Regions from separate parts of the Sus scrofa genome. Here region 1 is linked to region 2. A link is a contact called in public HiChIP or PLAC-seq data. All regions are on one chromosome and are shown on one strand. Each heading gives the region's core, a stretch centred on a gene start, on an enhancer-like site or on the middle of the called end of the contact. The rest is flanking DNA. Distances are from core to core; before and after follow the strand shown. Region 1 overlaps LPP (lipoma-preferred partner). Region 2 has its middle 110 kb from the start of LPP.

Evidence for each region. HiChIP or PLAC-seq counts read pairs in DNA pulled down with a chosen protein or histone mark.
Region 1: a contact with region 2 is called in an H3K27ac HiChIP or PLAC-seq map of alveolar macrophages. The contact joins two enhancer-like sites. A contact is called at or near these places in 2 of 2 datasets of contacts at active chromatin or transcription factors (alveolar macrophages and skeletal muscle).

Annotation. Positions count from the first base shown.
Region 1 is chr13:126,355,806-126,361,645 of Sscrofa11.1, forward strand. It overlaps LPP (lipoma-preferred partner), which reads left to right. Exons shown (of 11, transcript XM_021071250.1): 8 at 2,429-2,598. Among named protein-coding and RNA genes, the nearest start is that of MIR28, 77 kb to the left of the region's middle. Within about 2 kb of position 1,681, at least 1 of the 83 cell types and tissues checked has an H3K27ac peak or open chromatin away from gene starts, as enhancers often do. A contact at or near this core is called in alveolar macrophages, where this site is marked.
Region 2 is chr13:125,670,562-125,676,227 of Sscrofa11.1, forward strand. No RefSeq gene overlaps it. Among named protein-coding and RNA genes, the nearest start is that of LPP, 110 kb to the right of the region's middle. Within about 2 kb of position 3,265, at least 2 of the 83 cell types and tissues checked have an H3K27ac peak or open chromatin away from gene starts, as enhancers often do. A contact at or near this core is called in alveolar macrophages, where this site is marked.

The sequences.
Region 1 (5,840 bases), core at 431-2,930, 680 kb after region 2:
CACTTCAGATTAATATTACAAATGTAAATTTTAGTGAACGCAATTCCAATATAAATATTGGAAATGAATCTGTATACACTGGGATGAATGTGATTATTTTGCACAAGCAGTTGAAAAAGAAATTTTTGAATGTTATGATGATATAATTTTTTTAATTATATTTTATGGACTGGTGATCTATTTGCCTGTAATCTCAAACATATTTTCTGTAATGAAATGTTGTCAGATAGTAGCATGAAGCTCTTAGAATTTTAGCACCATTTTACAACATAGTATAGTAAACTAATTACTTTTTTTCTAAATAATCACAAAAATAGTGCCATGCAAAAAACTCAATTTTCTTACTAAAGACAATGAAAGTCCAAAATTTTAAAAGCATCTTTGTAAGGTTACACATTTCATATGATAAAAAAGCAAATACAAGTTCATTCTTAGATAGAAGTTTATAAATCAAGCCATATAGTTTATTACAAACATTATATAAAAGTTTATCAAATGTCAAGAATATGCTATTAAGACTTCATAAAAATGTCAACTATGGTGGAGGCAGCTCAGTTTCCAAGAGTTTTTTAACTTTTTTTAAGCACTTGATATTGCTTATTCTTTAGGGGGGAAATGTTCTATAGTTTGAGGTATATTTTAAAGATGCATTCAAATCCTGTGACAAATATAAAGAAATGCTTTCCAGGGCTAGTGCAACCAAAGAAGTTTAGAAATATATTTTCCTCTTTTCTCCATGTTGAAACATTTAAAGTTCCTCCGCCCCACACACCTTTAGGTGTGAAATGGTTGTCAATCCAATATGATGGAGTGCTGAAAGCAGTCTTTAGTGAGAAATCTTTCCATAGTGTCAGCTCTGTGTTCAATCCTGAAGCACAGAAGCAGCACAGAGGCAAGTTAGCAGACTGGTTAGGACCATTGACCCTGGGACTAGACTGCTTGTGTTAAAAGGTAACAAACCACTTTTATAACCCAGTTTCCTCCTCTGTATAGCAGAGATGATAATAGTCCCTTGCCATAGGTTGTTAAGTATGTGTAATGCATTAATATACATGAAGCATCTAGAAAATGCCTGATCTATATGAAGCATTAGGTTTGCTATAGCTTATCTGTTAAATCTCACTGATTCTTGCTGATGTTCCCAGGGACCTATAATTACTTGTTAAGCCTTTTTACATTTGTAGAAATAAAAAATAAGAAGGGAAACTGAATGTGACTGTGAACTCTGGCTCAAGACTCCCACAGTGAAACCAGCTATGGATACAGACTGCAGCCAGCACAATGCCTCTCACTGACATCAATGTTTTCTCTTGCATTACATTTTAATGTTATTGTTCAAAACTTAATGCAATCTTTTTAACCTAAACATAATGTCTATATGTGGTCAGAGCCCCCATGAATCAATTTCATGATGCTGTAAGTTTATAGAACCCTGGGCTGGACAGTGACAACCAAAGACGTGAGGGTCTCAAAATGCTACAGTATGTGGAATAGTGGCACCATTTAGAGATAATTCAAAGTAGGAACAGACCTGGAGGCAGTGCTGAGTTGTAATGTCTTAAAGAGTATCAGGTATAAAAGATGAGACTTATTTCCTGAGGCCCCAAAAGACAGCACTGGGACTACTGGGTAACAGAATGAGGAAGCATCTGGGCTCAGTACAGGAAAGAACTTTTTAGCAGTCAGCACTGCCTGGAAATAAAAGGGACTACCTTTTTCTCTGCCTGTCACTGAGGGCTGGATGCAGGAAGTTGCAACCCAGGCTTTTATGAAAGGAGTTGAATTTTGAGTGTGAACCCAGCTCCCTCCCAGTCTAATTGGACACAGAGTGTCTCCAGGGAGAAAGACTTTCCTAGACTTTGCCTATCACTCCTATTATCCTGGGTCAAGTTTTTCTTATACTTGTATGTGACATTAGAGGCAGAGCACTGGCCTCCAATGCAGGAGACCTGGGTTCTACTGGGTCACTTTCTGTGGCACCTTGGCTGGGAGGGTTAGCTCCTCAGCTGACCGGTAAAGTCACCATCATGCTGGCCTTATGGGGGATAGTGGTGGCTGTGGTGGTCATCTTGCTCGTGGTGATGATGGCTGTAGAAGTGCTCTTATTGCGGCTGCTGGCAGTACATATTTGCTGTCTCCCCATATTGACTTCTTTAGAAAAACTCAAGATGTTCCTTGTTGTGTTCTTTTTTTTTTTAGATTTTAATTTTTTCCATTATAGTTGATTTACAGTGTTCTGTCAATTTCTACTGTACAGCAAAGTGACCCAGTCATTCATATATATATATATATATATATATATGTATTTATATGTTCTTTTTCTCACATTATTCTCCATCATGTTCCATCACAGGTGACTAGATATAGTTCCCTGTACTATACAGCAGGACTTGGTGAGTTCTTAGCAGTCTGTCCCTCTTTTTTTCAGGCCGCTGTGCTCGCTGTGGGGAAAACGTCGTTGGGGAAGGTACAGGATGCACTGCCATGGATCAGGTCTTCCACGTAGATTGTTTTACCTGCATCATCTGTAACAACAAGCTCCGAGGGCAGCCCTTCTATGCTGTAGAGAAGAAAGCCTATTGCGAGCCCTGCTACATTGTAAGTTCAGATTTGATCCTTGGGTACTTTACAAAGATGTCTTCTTTGGCAAAATGCCAGTCACTCCAGATCAAATGTAACCATCAGATCTTTGCTGCTGATCAGATTTCAAAATATGTGCCTGGGAGTTCCCATCATGGCACAGCAGAAACGAATCCAACTGGGAACTGTGAGGTTGCAGGTTTGATCCCTGGCCTCGATCAGTGGGTTAAGGATCCGGCCTTGCCACAAGCTGTGGTGTAGGTCGCAGACACGGCTCTGATCTGGCATTGCCTGGTTGTGCATAGGCCGGCGGCTACAGTTCCCATTCGACCCCTAGCCTGGGAACCTCCATATGCCACAGGTACAGCCCTAAAAGGACAAAAAGACAAAAAAAAAAAAAAAAAAAAATGTGCCTGTGTAATTGGCATATCTTAAGTTTTATCCCTATGTCCTCGGTTCATATGAGGTCAAAAGGTGTATGGCTTGCAGAGAAAATCATCGCCCTGTGGTTTATCAGCGTATATGTACAAGCTAGCACCTTGAAGCATCAGAAGATTTCCCAAGTAGCAGTCACACCTCTTATTATTAGGTCTCACTCTGTATTTGTAGAGAAACATTGCAGGGCCTTGGAACTTGTGAGTGTTCTTTCAAACTCCTGGGTCCTTTGAAATACTTTTTTTCTACCTAGAATTTCTCTTACCTATTATACCCGGCAGGTTTTCAATGATGCAATTACAGAAACTCTCTATTATAGTATCTATACCTTAAAGGGAAATAAATAGTTATGCCTACTGAGCAAATAAATTGTTTCTTTTTTTTAAAATGCTCAACTATATTTTAATAACATAGCTGGGTAACTAAAAATACTCATAGTGACATTATCTTAGCTGTTTGCCAGGCTACTTAAATCTACACATAAAGCTGTCTTCTGATATAGCTGTTTGATGAATGAACATAAACTTTTTTAATCTAAAGTAAATTCCCTTGCTATCCTTCTACTTGATTCTATATCTCTGTGTAACACTTGTTAGTAGAAGAAGTAGTGTTTTTTTTACAAGCCCACGAAATAAACATGATTTGGTCCTCAGTGCCCAGGCATCAAGGTAAGAGAAGCCTTGAGAGCAAAGTAGTGGGAGTTGGACATATCCTTGCAGATCCCCAAGGTTCAAGTTTACTGTAGAAGTTTCTGGCCTTATTAGAATTTTTCAATAACCTGAAAGGTCTTATTCATTGCAGCCCTAGAATCTGTACTACAGATCTCATAAAATTTATTTGAGATTAAGATCGCACAGGGTTAAATATTGTTTTGCATCTCTTAGGTTCTATTTTATTTCATTTTCCTGGCCAAAGGCAACTTCGTTGCATATAGTATCATCATAGTGCCATCAATGTTGGAGCTGGAAAAAAACAGAAACAAAAACTTGAGATCATTTGCCTAACCCCTCTTTAGAAGTAAGAGCACAGAGATACAGGGAGGAGGAAAGTGACTTATCTCTCATTAGTGTCAGAGCTAGGTCTGTATTCAGTTGTTCACACTCCTAGTCCCCATGTGTTTTGCAGACACTGCAAGTTTTTAGCTTGTCCAGAAAATAAACCCAAACACAATGATGTCTGTTGTTGATTTGGAAGGAACACTTACATATCAGGGAAAGTCTAGTGAACAGAAGCTTGTCTTTTTAGGAAATATGAATATTTCAGATACCACTCTTTGAAATCTTCTTTGTTGAAAAAGAAAATGACAAAATTCCCTGCCTTTGTAAACATACTGTGTGGATTGTCATTCACAATGACCTAGGACCACAGTGAAATTATTTATTGCAGTGAGCTCTGTAGCAGTGATGTCAGCAGAGCCTCTGGAAACACCTAAGGCCATTTGTCCATACACTAAGTGACCACAGGTGGCTTTGTAGTTCTTGTGCCTATTTTTCATTCCCCCACCTTTTTTTTTTACTGCATTTTTATTCTTGCTGCATTTTTATTCTTGCTATTTGAATGATGCTCCTGTGGCTGCCTCCTTCAGTTTTCTTATGAGCTAAAAATGTCATGAAAATTGGGAAGGTTACTTGATCTTTGCTGACCTCAGTTTCCTCATATATAGAATGGTGATGGTTGCAGGATTTTGACCAAAGGCCTATGAATATGAAATGAGGCAATCCAGCAATCCTTGACTGGCTCAGGGAGTGGAAGTGGAATGAATGTTATTCTGAGATTAATTTTGATAAGATTTCTGGCCTATTCAGCATTTCTGAAAGGGAGGGCCTTACATGTGCAGTGAGATACATTGGGCTTGGGAAATTGTTTTACCCTCTCAGACATACCTCTCTCCCATTTTTTTTTAATGCTTGGCTTGCTCTCCTGAGTGTGTGGTAAAACTGAAAAAAAGTTTAATCTAGCTAATTATGGGTTTCTCGAATAATGGACTTAAGTTTCAGTCTCCATCCCAGGTGTAACATCTTGGTATTTCTTTAGGACCCATTTTCCTTCTGCTTTGGTTGCCTGTTACTGTACTATGTTCATGACAAGGAACATGACCTGGCTCATATTTAATCACATCCTTGGAAGAAGTGGGTGAATTCAAATAATGGAAATTTTTACCATCCTTCTTGACTTCACTCCCTCATAAGAAACTTTAGTCAAGATTTCTCTTTAATGAGATTTATCCGTGGTGACTCTAAACGTAATTTAATTCTTATCAGAATTTAGTTAAGCTTTACTCCAAAACCCTTGTTCGATATTGATTTCAGAGTTCAGTACAGCCCTCAAGTCCTCAGATGGATGTTTTAGCATTTTAATTTCTTCTGAACTTTTATAAGTCCAATAAGCTGCCGCACTAAAAATGTAAAGGGTTTTCTTGTGCGGAGGTTGGGGAAGCGGGAAGAATAAAATGAAACATTTGTTTTGAAGATAGAGTTTGTATTGAGAAGAACCCTAGGGCTGTGTGTATCTCCCTTTGAACCAGAGCCCTTAGAAAAGGAAGCACCTGCAATGTCATCCAGTCAAATTACCTCCTGTTCCATTAGTGGAAACAATATGTCTGAAGAGATCCCTTTCAAAGCAGAGAAAACCTAAGCCCTGGGCCTCAGTCTGTGCCTTTTTTATTATTATTAATGGAATCAGAATATTGAAGATAGCGTCTTAGTTAATTATTTCTGTGTAAGGACCATCCTGTTTGATGCTCTGAGTTCGGAAAGGAGACGAGTCTAACATAAATTTAATTTATTCTTGCCCCAATTGGTTATTGATCAACTGAAGATCATATT
Region 2 (5,666 bases), core at 2,015-4,514:
GCACTGGAACTGTGACAGTGGGGCTCCTGTTCATTGAGTGTGGTGAGGTCGTGATAGAGCCCATTCCCAGTGTGACAGTGCTGAGGGTATATGAGAAAACTGCCTGAGGTAGGAGACACAGGGGTTCTTCCCTGAGTACATGGAGGGTGCAGGGGGACAGGTAAGGCCAAGCAAAGGAGGCAGGATATAAATAGGCTTCAACACTTCATGTGAAACAGATTTGAAAAATGTTAACAACTATAGAAATATTACTTTCCTTTTTATTGCCTTCCTTTCATTTTAACCTTCATTGACTTGAAGAGTTTTAATGAAATGAGCCACCATTCCTTTGGGTGCACCCACATGTCATCTATTTGGATATGACTTGTCTCAACTTCAAGTACAGGAAGCAAATCTAATAAAAGTCTTGGTGAGAAATTAGCTCTCACCCAGGCAATATGGAAACTGAGCGTGGAGGACAGAGCCAACTAGAGTTTGACTCATGTTATCCTAGAGTTCCCTGGAAACAGACTCTGAGATTTTTGTGAGCAAGGAATTGATTGGGAATGTAAAGGAAGTAGGATTGGATAGAAGGAAAGGATTAGACAGCAGGCAAAGTTAGTCTAGAAGTGGCCTGTCTCATTCAGAATTGTCCTCAGTGGAGGAAAGGTGCCAGGCTTTTGTACCTTATGTCATCTAGACATTGAATAAACTGTCCCCAGAGTGGGAGTGTTACCTTGAATAAGGTGGCTCCCTTTGATGCTGGACAATTCCTGGGAAGAGACTTAGGTGTGACCCAGCGGTACTGCACAGCAGGAATGAGTGCCTTGGTTCTGAAGAGGGGTCAGGCAGGTGCCTCACAGCATCCATGACAAATGTATTTCTGAAGAGAGGAGGAGATGGGGAACATTGGCCTTTTCCCTCAACTTGAGTTTCTTTTGTGGACCAATTCCTTTGGCAAGGAAATCCACGACCACTCTATTCACAAGGAAAGAGATTTTCACTCCCCTTCCCAGATCCCAGGTCCCATTTAAGGGTGGAGATTGGACACTTTCAGGTTTTTTGACATCCCTTGCTTATATACCACCTCCATCTCCAGCACCCCCCCAACCACCATCACCCCCTCAAAGAGGAGGGGCAGGAGCCGATCCAGTTGTGGTCCAGTGGGCAGGCTCTCTCAGCCTCCATGGCTGCTCATGGCTGTAAGCATGAATGATTGGCCCTTGCACTGTTCTCACCTCACCTCTTGCCTCCTTCTTGCAAGTGTCTTCTAGGGGTAGGTCTGACCCTCCAGCTCTCCTTTGATCAGATTCTCTCTCTGTGGCTGGGTGAGCAAGTCAGGAAACCAGTTCATCTGTGAATTGCAAGGATGGAGTTGGATACCCATGGTGGTCTCACTTTCAAGCTGTCTTTTCCAGCAGTTTTCTAGAGATGTATCAGGAATTACCAAACAGTTGATTAAACTGTATTTTAATCCTCGTTTAACTAGTGACCTATGCGGCTTTTTCTACAGTTTTTATTCATGGAGCAAATATTTATGGCGCATGTTTTATGTGACTCACCCAGGACTAAGTGTGAGAAAATGGAATAGGAAAAAAAAAAAAAAAATCCCTGCATTTACAGAGAGTCTTTTTTTTTTTTTTTTTCTTTTTAGGGCTGCTCCCTCAACATATGGAAGTTCCCAGAATAGGGGTCGAATCGAAGCTGCAACTGCCATCCTACGCCATAGTCACAGCAACACCAGATCCGAGCCACATCTGCAACCTATACCACAGCTCACGGCAACACTGGATCCTTGACCCACTAAGCAAGGCCAGGGATCAAACCCACATCCTCATGGATACTAGTCAGATTCATTTTCACTGCGCAACAACAAGAACTCCCCAGAATTTACATTTTACTAGGCACAGAGGAACAGTAAATAAATGAGCAAACAGATAAACAGACCATGCCAGAACTAGAAAAGGTCTATGAAGGGCCTGAAACAAGGAGTGACTGTGCAAGGTTGGGTGGAGTGTGCTGCGAGACAACTTGACTGGGTGGTTCCCTGGGGAAGAGCCATCTGAGCTAAGACAATGTCTAAATAAAGAGCCACACATGTGCAGATGTGGGGAGTGTTCCTGGCAGAGACAGCCAGTGCAAAGGCCCTAGGGTAGGAACGAGCCTGGCAGGTTTGAGAAACTAAAAGATCCTGGCAGTCTGAGAAACTAAAAGTGGAGAGTTGTGGGAAGGGGCAGAATGTGAGAACAGAGAGAAGACCAAGGCCAGATCACAGAGGGGCTTTATATAGACTCAATCATTCCATTTCCCCAAATGTGCAACACATACTACCAGGTTCTGTGCAAATATTTGGGGTGGTTGATATGCAAATATTTTATTGGAGGAAGTATAAATTTATTTGGGGGTATATTAGGAAAAATTTAATTAGCACATCAAAACCATGATTTCCTAGATACATTATTCAGTTGAAACTACATTTAAAAAGTGAATTGATTTAAAGAGAATATTAAGTCAATTATAGGACAGATGTTATGCAGATATAGGCAAAATCTCCAAGGGGGTGTTTACAGAAGTGAAATTGAAGAAAAAACTGCTTACCAATTAGAAACAAAAGGGGGCCCCATTCTCAGCCCCTGACATGTCCCCTCCAGCTGGCAACTCAGAAGTGAGAGACAGGTGAGTGACTCAGATGTGGCTGAGGTGTCTACTATGCTCCACATGTCCCCTTTCCACTCCCCCTGTGTAAAGATGTCTCCAAGGGGCAGCAGAACAGCCAGGGACTGTATTCTCCAGTTCATGTGAGTATAAGATGAGAGTGTATGTCCAGTTCTCACCAGTGGAATGAGACTGGAGGGCTAGATGTCCCTTCCAGGCAGGGCTTCTGTGCCTGCTCCACCTTCCACCTCTTTTCCTGGCAGGGGATGTGGGAGAATCAAGCCAGCAAGGACCGGAGACCTGAATCTCCATGTGAAAAAAGATCACCCAGAGGAGTTACCACTGTGGCTCAGTGGGTTATGAACTCAACTCATATCCATGAGAATGCAGGTTTGATCCCTGGCCTTGCTCAGTGGGTTAAGGAGATGAAATTGCTGCAAGCTGTGGTGTAGGTCCACAGCTGCTGCTTCAATTTGACCCCTAGCCTCGGGTGTGGTGAAAAAAAGAAAAAAAGAAAAAAAAAAAAAAAAAGAAGAAGAGGACCACTGACCAGGACTAGTTATAGATGGAGAAGGAGAAGTACACTCCCTTTGTGTTAGGCCATTGGCATTTCCGGTTTGTTTGTTCTAGAAGTTAGTTAACCCCTATCTGGGATCTTTGGTTTATGGAGGAACTGTATTCTCAGAGTATGGAAACTACATGACAAAAGAGATGTGACAGCTTGCAGAAGAGAAAGAAGTGGGATGGAAGTCAAATATATAATCTTTTTTTCAAACACTCAATAGACTATCTTGTCAGAGGCCCAATCACTGGAAGGAGGAGGCGGGGGGTTGAATGGGGAAGCCCACTTGAGCCACTTTCTCTCATTGAGATCTGCCTCTAAGTCACCTGACCCAAGAGACTGCCATGCCCCAAAAGAACAGGCAAGGTGGGCTCATCTACAAGGAGCCCCCTGTCCTCACGGATCCCCAGTCCCCAAAGCTGCCTCTTCCTGAACGAGCTTGATCGGACCAGCAGACACAGTGACAGATCCATGCCCTCTGCATTCTGTAACTTTGCTCTCAGAGCAGAGAACCCAGCAAGAGCCAGGGAAGAAGTGATCCAGGGAAAGGCTTTTCTGACCAGAGATGGATGTACAGCTCTGGAAAACCGTGTCCTCTACCCAGACAAGCCCAATCGTTGGAGACAAGATGGAGAGGCTTGGGAGGACGTCTGGGCCAGAGGCTCCCAGGCACAAAAGCACTCAGGTCCAGGCAGACAGTATTAATGAGTGAAGTGGGCTTAATGTAAACCAAGAGGAAAAGGCCAGGCACATAGCAAAATAAAACATTAAAATCCAGAAAGCAGGAGGGAAAAAATGGAGAGAGCCCTCATTTGCAGGCCTTTCTTCAGGGGATAAGAAAAAAGAGACTCAAAGAAGGGAGAGGCTTACTGGAGGTCATTCTGTTTTGAGGACAAATCCAGGGTGAGAACACAGGCCTGTGCAGTGCATAGCTTAGCCAGTGGAGGGGGTGAAGTGTGGGTTCAAGGCAGCAGAAGGGCAGCCACAGTAGGAGAGACCCCTGTGGAGTTGGTGGGGGTTGGGGAGACTGGGATCTCCCCAGTGGGCTGACACATGAGCTTGGATGGTAGGTACCAATTAGTGGGTGTTCCTAACCTCCCTCCAAATTTGACATTTGCATTAGCAGAGAGTCATCATTTAGTCCTTCCTTCTTTCATCCATACCTCCAATCACGCCCTAAGCCTTTGGGATTTAATTTCTACATATCCCTTGAGCCCATCTTTCCTCTTCATGGGCCAGCTTTGCCATATTCTTCATCCTCTCTCTTCAGATGACAGCAAGGTCTTCCTGGTCAGTCTCCTTCCTCCAACTCTTCCCCATCCTATCCCATTGGGTGTCAAAGTGCTGCATCAACAATAGATACAATTATATCATGATCCTGCTTACCACCCCCTATGCTGCCCATTGCCTTCTAGGATAAAACCCAGATGTAACACAGTAACTTGAGGCCTCAAGGAAAGAGGACTTATTCTCAGTTCTTCTCCAGCTCTTCTTCTCCAAATATCCCATGTCCCATCCTGCCAAATTGCTGGCCATTCCATTAATACATCCTGAAGTTCCACACTTGTAGACTTTGGGCCATGCTGTTCCCACTCTTTCAAATGCCCTTCCCCATCTTCCATGGCTGGTAGTATTGGGTGAAAGAACAATCTGGCACAGACTAGGCAATAAGGAGGTACAGGGTTTGCAGGAATTAAAATCAGTAATAGGAGGAGCTCCCATTGTGGCTCAGTGGTAACGAACCCAACCAGTATCCTTGAGGATGGAGGTTCGATCCCTGGCCTCGCTTAGTGGGCTAAGGATCTGGCATCGCTGTGGCTGTGATGTAGGCCGGCAGCTACAGCTCTGATTCAACTTCTAGCCTAGGAACTTCCATATGCTGTAGGTGTGCCCCTAAAAAAAGACAAAAAAATAAAATAAAATCAGTAATAGGAGTTCCCTGGTGGCTCAGCAGATTAAGGGTCCAGTGTTTTCACTGCCGTGGCCCTGGTTACTGCTGTGGTGCAAGTTGAATCCCTGGTCTAGGAACTTATACATGCCATGTGCTGCCAAAAAAAAAAAAAAAGGAAGAAAGAAAGTAAAATCAGTGATAAATCCAACTAAAATTTAACCTTCTTTTTATTGGCACCTTGCACTGGCGATTCTAAATGTGGACAGGCTACCTCTGCTCAGGCCGCCCACTGTAAACATCAGCCTCCCTTGGAGCACTTCTGGAACAAGAAAGCCCACATCATCCTTCAAAGACCAGCTTAATGTCCCATCCTTGGTAATGACCTTCCTTGACCTTCCACCCCAGCCCTTTTCCCTCTACCTCCAGGGGTAATGCTTCTCTCCTCTGGACTTCATTACACGTTTCCCACCCTGGCACTTGCCCTTGCCCTTGGACTGCTCCATTTCCCTCCTGTTTACAAATCTGTCTCTCCCAGGGGACACTGAATTCCTTGAAGACAGAGTTTGTGACATAGCTGCG